Linked DNA regions of Zea mays: region 1 is linked to region 2. Evidence: chromatin contacts called from public Hi-C data. All regions are on one chromosome and are shown on one strand. Each heading gives the region's core, a stretch centred on a gene start, on an enhancer-like site or on the middle of the called end of the contact. The rest is flanking DNA. Distances are from core to core; before and after follow the strand shown.

Region 1 (3,551 bases), core at 127-2,626, 240 kb before region 2:
TCTTCCACAACGCCAGAACCATCTCCCACCTCATCGCCAGAGTTATTCAAACATACATAGTCACTCTTGCCATTCTCTGTCTCCTCAGCACCCAAAATTTGGTTCTTGCAACCAACAACCTGCATTACAAATGCTACCGACAAATTAATAAAATTCATTTAGTATAGGAAGACATGAGTCTTCCGTGTTTCTACTAACAAAAGCTTTGTTCCAAGCTAACAAGAACTGATCTTGGTGTCAGACTGTCAGTATCTGCGAGGTGGTGTGGTCGTATTGCTCAAATGACAACAATTAGTTCAAACTAAGTTTGACAAAAAAAAAAACTAGATCATTTCACTTGTTTACACTTCAGACCAATGTGTGTAAGAATAGTAACTTGAGTTATTATGCTGAGGTAGGAATGCTATTGCAAAATTTACCATGTTCACCAGCACAGCAAAATAATAGCGAGTATAACAATGCTCCATACCTGCTCGTCGGACAACGCGGTGACATCAATGTCCTGCAGGCGGGCGAAAACAGTTCGTATAACCTCCTGCATTGTCTGTCTCGAGACACGCTGCAGTAGCTCCCCCTTGGTTCCAGCCTGCTGCACGACGCGGAAGCATGTGTTGACGATCGTGCAGACGTGGCGGTTGGCAAGCGCTAGCGCTGCACGGCTGCGCACGCAGGCGAGCAGCACTTGCAGGACCCTTGCCAGGACGGCCTCCTCGGACGCCGGGTCGATGACCTCAAAGCGGCAGGCCGTAACGGCGTCAACGACGGCGGCCATTGCCTCGGCAGCACCTGGTGCGCCGGGCCCAACGAGGTCAAGGGTGAGGATCTTGTGCAACGACGAGAGCGCGGCGCCCGTGATGGGCGCCCCAGTCTCGTCGGAGCGGACGACATCGAGGAAGGGTCGGAGGTAGAGGAGCGGTTCGACGCCCGTCCAGCGACCGTGGCCCCACGCGGCAGCGCGGCGGCGGAGAGCCTTGAGCCCCGCGACGAGCGGGTGGTCAAGGTGCTCGTCGTCCCCCGCGCCGCCGTAGCGGACGTCCGCCCAGCGGACGTTGCGGCGCATGACGGCGAGTACAGTGGCAGCCTCGGACGCCAGCACGCACGCCATCGCCAGTCGCTGCGCCGCGTAATCGGATCCCACCCCCGCAACAGCTCGGGATCCCGCGACGGATGGCGATGCTGCCCTGAGCCCGCCCATGGATTCGAGCGAGCGCGCGGGGTCCGGGTGCAGCTACGACGGCGAGGGCATCTGGGAATTGGGATCTGAAGGGGCGCGTTGAGATCTGGGTCTGCTGTGGTGCACTGCGAAGAACTCCTAGTAAGTCGTGAGGGTTTCTTTATTTGCTTTTTTTTTCTTTTTCTTTACAATAAAAATACAAGTTTTGGGCGGGTTATGTTCAGCCCAACATATTTTCTATCCTTTTAATTGGAAATGTTTCTGTGAATTACTCAAAATCTTTTTTTATAAAAACATTTTTAACTTTAACCAAATATATATATATATTGTATATTTACATTTAGGATATATAATAACTATTAGTTGAATAAATTGCTAAAAACGTTTGATATATAAATGCTGTTAATATTTTTCGTAAATCTGACTAAATTTGTAAAAGGTGGAGTCACACGAATCTATGGCGATAATGGTATAAATCATGAGTATGAGTCTGTCCATGAGCAAAGCGGAGAGGATAAAATGGTTAAGGGCACAATGCCACCAGCCATTGAAAGTTTATGACAAGGATGATCCGCCTATGAAAGTAGGAAGCATATACCCAAACATGCATGGCTTTACATCTCATGCAATCAAAAAAGAACTAGAGTTTCTCGTAGAGAAGAGTGATCCAAGCAGATGTCAAGCCTTTTGCTTTGAGGTTTAAGGGCTGCAAAGGGAGGATACATGCATATGAAATGGGAGACATTGTTACTATGAAGGTAATTGCATTTATTTTCTCTTGGTTCCTTTTTGTATGTGTAGATGGGGAAGTAAATTTCGATGTATCCTATTTTTAGGTAAAAGCACACTTATCCACATGATTGTAATAGTACAAGGATGGGTGGGAAGGTGAAAGGAGCAACTAAGTTTTTGGTAGCTGAGAAGGTGAAAGATTGGCTAGATGATCATAGGAAGTTAGGCCCTACAGAGCTACAAAGAAATATCAAAGAACACTACAAGGTAGATGTTCATTACAAATGGTGTACCATGGTAAGGAACTTGCTCTGAATCAATTGCATGGTAATTGGCAAGAGAGATTTGATAATTTGTGTAGGTTCAAGGCTCAGATAGAACAATATTGTCCTAGTAGCTTTGTAGTGATTGATCACCACACCATCAAAAATAAGATAAACCATATCTATTTGTGTATAGCACTTTTTAACTATGAGATTTAGGGGGGCAGTTGTGTGTTGCTTGTGCAGTAGATGGGCATGATGTATCATGTTTCCATTGGGATGATAGACTCAAAAAGCAATGAAAATTTGGACTTGGTTCATGGGAAGGCTTAAAGAAGCTATAGGTTCAAGGTCTAAAAAACGCATAGATTGTGGTTAGACAGCGATGTTGGGAGTTAGTGCAGTTTTTCCTAATGTTGAACATAAAGAGTGTATGGTATACTTATTCCAGAACTCCAAGAAAAGGTTTAAAGGTAAGGTATTTGATGACCACTCGTTGAGATTATTTGTATAGCGGGAACACTTATCTATTGGAGAAACATTACAAAGCTATAACAAAAAACAGGAACTTTGAAGTACTTACAACAAAACCACACAAAAGCTCTAGACCAGGATCCAATTCTCCACTTTGTCTAAAGTGGATTCTGTGACAAACACTTTGGTAGTGAGTTCTAATAATTGGGTTAATGGGGACAAGGTGATGGATCCATCAGGATTTCCAATCTTTCATTAGCTTCATGATAATTCTTGTTTTGGTGGAACACGACATACCGGTCTTGCTTTAAATTAAAAGACCAAAGCTTCAACCTTAGCATCATGACTCCTTTGGTTATCAATCTAAGAGCACCTAGAGGGGGGTGAATAGGCGATCCTGTAAAACAGCTCAACAAAAACAAACTTGATCTAAAGTGGATTAGTAAAATCAAAACCAAGTTTGACTGAAGAGCGAGAAAAGATATGACTTCACTTAATTGCTCTCACAAGATGAGTGTTAAACTTAGAGCAATATTATAAGTGAAGAGACGTGCTAGAAAGAATAGAATCACAGTAAAGTGAAACAGACAAGTGACGCGGTGATTTTTATCCTATGGTTCGGTCAAGTGTAAAATGCTTGCCTACTCCACGTTGTGGCGCCCCAATGGACGAGGGTTGCACTCAACCCTCTCAAGTGATCCAAAGATCAACTTGAATACCACTGTATTCTTTCTTATCTCAAGTTTACCCGGTTGTGAGGAATCTCTATAATTTGGAGTCTCTCACGCTTTACACAATTTGATCTCAAATGAACTCAAGAGTAAGGGGGAGTAGTAACACACACAAGAGACAAAATCAATGCAACATACACACACAAGTTGAGAGAGGAGCACAAGAAATGACACAGC
Region 2 (3,903 bases), core at 348-2,847:
CGAACTCGACGAGCACCGCCAGGTAGACGGCGTTCGAGCCCTCCTCCACGTGGAACGTCACCTTCCGCCCGGGGTAGTTGCAGGGCACCCTGCATGTGGTATGTTTCCATTAGTCTAGTCCGACAAGAGTCCTCAAAAATCTAGATTAGTTATATATTTATAGGAGCGGGTACAGTATAACGTGCGGATCTACAAGCTAGAGGCTCCACATGCAGCAGCACAGGGTGGGGCCTGCACTGCAGACTGTGGGTTCGTGGTTCTGCTGTGCAACGTGCAGTGCATGTGCAGTTGCAAATGACGACGATACGGCGATACCGGGCCGCACCCACCTCTTGAACTGGATGTCGATGATGCCGGCGTGGCGGAGCTCGTCGTTGCGGCCGGGCTTGGACATGGCGCCGAACGCCGTGCCGCTAAGGTCGAAGTGGTACTTGGCCACCGGGTAGTAGTTCATGTCGGTGATGATCACCGTCTCCGGGTTACCGGAGCAGGCAGGGTGGTTCTGGCATCGTATCTGGAAAAAAAAAGAGAGGATTTGTTAGGCCCTATTTAGAAAGGTAATAGTTAGACAGCTAATGAACTATTGAACTAGGTAGCTACCAATTAACTATGGTATTAACTAATGATAACTAATTTGTAGTAGCTAACTATTAATTTTAGAGGTTAAAAAACCGAAAAACTACTTATGCTCGAGCTTTTCGTTTCCATTAAGGTCTAGTTTGGATACTCTAAGGGTCCGTTCGGTTGATAGGGAATAGAAGACTGGAACTGTTTCGACCCAGATTGTTTCTCTAATTTGTATAAGTTTTGATCAACAAGAACAATTCTTGGTCCAATCCTGCAGAAACGAACGGATCCTAATATTGATCCCAATCCACATGTGTTAAGGTGGATTGGGGTGTAACTTAAACAAATTTACACTTCAATCCACCTCAACACATGTGAATTGAGGTCAATACTAGAGTACCCAAACAAAGCTTAAGTCCAGCCGGCACCAAATTAAAGGAAGGGATCTTCGTCTGGCCAATTAATGTAGCTAGCTAGCTAATACGTACTTGGTAGCAGGAGCCACATCCCTTGCCGTCTTTGAACAGGGGCTGGTTGCCGCACGACGTCATGGCGGAGAAGGGCGGCAGGTTCACGTTCTTGAACCCGCACGCGCCACCTGCACATCAATGCACGCGGCGGACACCGTGCGTTAGGCCAACAGCACGACATGCATGCAGTAGTATAGAGAGTAGAGTATATATACATCCCAAAAGCAAAAGACGCGATCCTGCGCCTTTTGCAATGCAAACGACGTCGACGTCGTCTATATATACACGTACTCACTACTCACCATCGTCGTCAGGGCCGGCGCCGGTGGGCGCGCCGTACCAGGTGGCTCTGGCAGCCTCCCAGTTGGGATCGGCGGTGAAGTCTGAGGCTGTGAAGTTGACCGGTCTAGCGCACGAGGCATACGTGACAAGGAAGGAGAAGATGAGCGCACCAAGTGCGAGCACCTTGGAGGAGGAGATGGACGCCATTGTTTGAATCTTGATATATAGCTACCTTCGTTCTAGCTAGAGTGCTACTAGGACTCTGGCCGACAGGAGGAGTTCTGTGATCTGGAAGGAGCACCTTGCCGGCCGGGGTATTTATAGACTGGAAAAGAATAATCTCCAAGGAAGGCAGCGCGCCCGTCGACGAGGTGGTGGTGGTTCGGCCTTTGGTAGGGGCGCGCGGTCACATCTCACATGGCTATGGAGCAAACCATGCGAGAAGCGGATGGTTCGGGTCACGACTCACGAGTGAACTACTAAAAAAAAAATTAACACGGCGCCCTCTTGGCAGTTATCGCACGGTGTGTGTATTATCGAGGGTTGGCAGGACCGGCTCGTACACGGGATTCTGATTCTCGGGAGTTCTTAATCCTGTGCGTAAGGGCATGTGCAATGAGTATCTTAAATTGTGTCTTAGAGTGTGTCTAGGGGGTGAATATAAAAAAACTCAAGACATGTATCTTGACAAAGACACAGTATCTTGGCTATATGTTTGAGACAAGAGACTAGCTGATTGATCACTTTAATTTATTGAATGCTCTGATTGGTACAATGAATATTGTAAGACACATGTTTTAGACATGACCACTATATTATGTTGTGTTTTAGTTGTGTCTTATACTTGGAGTACCGTGCAGCAGTATCTAGGTTGTACATGCCCTAATAAGCACTCTTGTCTGGTGTATGCAGTGTTAGGAGCGGGAGATTCGTGTGCACCGCTGGATACACGGAAGGAAGGAGGACAGGTCTACAAACATGGGAGGGGCCTATAATTGTTGGGTAATCATTGCATATGGATCCTGGTGTACCAAACCCCCTGAATCATGCACATGTTTCTACCTAGCCAGCAGTACGCAGAGGAGCTGGGATGGGTTGGAAGCGGCGCCTAATCCGTTTCAGTTTCACGTACGAAAAGCTACGGTGGGTGAATGGCTGAACACCTTGTCATTGCACTGTTGCTCACTCGCTGTCTGTCCGACTAATTTTTGGAACAAAGGCGCAGTGGCGTGTCAACACACGCTGCGAAGTGAATGTGGCCTAAGTGCGTGTTTGGCATGGCTCAGCTCCATCCAAGAGTAGCTCTACTCTGAAACTCTGTGTGGAGCAGCTCAGCTCTAGTGACAGTTAAATAACTCAAACCTCCATGACTAGGTTACTTTTTTGGAGTTTTCGGAGCAGCAAAAGAGGCACTCCAAAAATTTGTACTGCAGCTCCAAAAAAACTCTATAGAGTTTACCACTCTGGAGTTAGAGTGTTTGGCATGCTCTGGGCCAGCTCCTCATTGGAGTTTTGCTCTGGAACCATACCAAACAGACCTTAACGCCCTGTTTGAAAGCGACATAGTCCTTAAGAATTCAATTTCTATCTCCAGTTTATAGAAACTGGTTTATATGGGGAAAAACCGGGTTAATAGTGTTTGAAAATTAGAACCACCTCAACTTTTATAATTAGGTTTTAGATAGAGGAGACTAGCTTCTTAGTTTTTAAGAAAATGGAAATCCGGTGTTTATTACAAACTGAGGTGGTTTTAAATATATCCGTTTATACCTTAGTTTATAGAAACTGAGACATAAAGGGGTATGTTTGGAATTAAAAACTGAGGGTTTCCAAACATGCCCTGAATTGAAAATAACGATAAAATGTATGTTCTTTCCGTTTTCGATTTTTTCATGAAAATAACGATAAAGTTCATGGGTTCTAAAGACGGCCCCAGTCGCTGGTACATGAGGAAACTCGATCAGGGCCTTGGGGTATTAGTTTAGTTTCGGGCCGGTCGAGCCTTATGCCCTCGAGCGCTCAGGTTGCATGGTTGGCGCCCAATAGCAAGCCTAGGGGTTGAACAGTTGGGCCTATTTGGGAGCCAGGCTAGTTTATGTGCCCGTACCCGTACGGCTGTACCCCATACCAGCCGCTTGATGGTTCAATTAAAACGGTGGAACGCTGTTTTGCGACTTCCAGACCCATTCCTGGAACGCTACACAGTCTCGTTTCTACTGCTTATTATCTGGGGCACACCTTACAAATAAATGAAATAAACTCCCCTCAACTCATCAAACGTGAAAGGCGCGGGAGATGGTACACGACTACACGAATGTAAAGCCTTCCTTGCTTTCACCTGTTGTGGTTTCCAATTTTTTTATAAAATTTATCCACCTGTCACTAGCTGGTTCATTATTTTGTCTTCATTGCTCTTCCTGTGTCCCATTCTTGAGCTCATCCGCAGCTGTCCGACAGTCGACCACGCTTACAGTTACAGAGAAGCTTGCACCGACAACAGAAGCCATAGCTCACATCAAAATCAGCTGTTTTTTACAGGCCCCGCTCACATATATTTTTCAGAAGCCATAGCTCAATCAAACAA

What was found. Hi-C and Micro-C count contacts between places; a contact is called where the count stands out from the background.
Region 1: a Hi-C map of ear shows a contact between it and region 2, with 1.9 times the contacts expected there. The contact joins the promoter of LOC109942339 here to the promoter of LOC541910 in region 2. A contact is called at or near these places in 7 of 25 Hi-C or Micro-C datasets (ear, endosperm, leaf and 3 more).

Annotation. Positions count from the first base shown.
Region 1 is chr9:121,721,128-121,724,678 of Zm-B73-REFERENCE-NAM-5.0, reverse strand. It overlaps LOC109942339 (ARF guanine-nucleotide exchange factor GNOM), which reads right to left and starts at 1,376. Exons shown (of 2, transcript XM_020544261.1): 1 at 470-1,376; 2 at 1-119. The coding sequence starts at 1,195.
Region 2 is chr9:121,481,278-121,485,180 of Zm-B73-REFERENCE-NAM-5.0, reverse strand. It overlaps LOC541910 (expansin-B3), which reads right to left and starts at 1,597. Exons shown (of 4, transcript NM_001305866.1): 1 at 1,340-1,597; 2 at 1,056-1,165; 3 at 330-514; 4 at 1-89. The coding sequence starts at 1,526.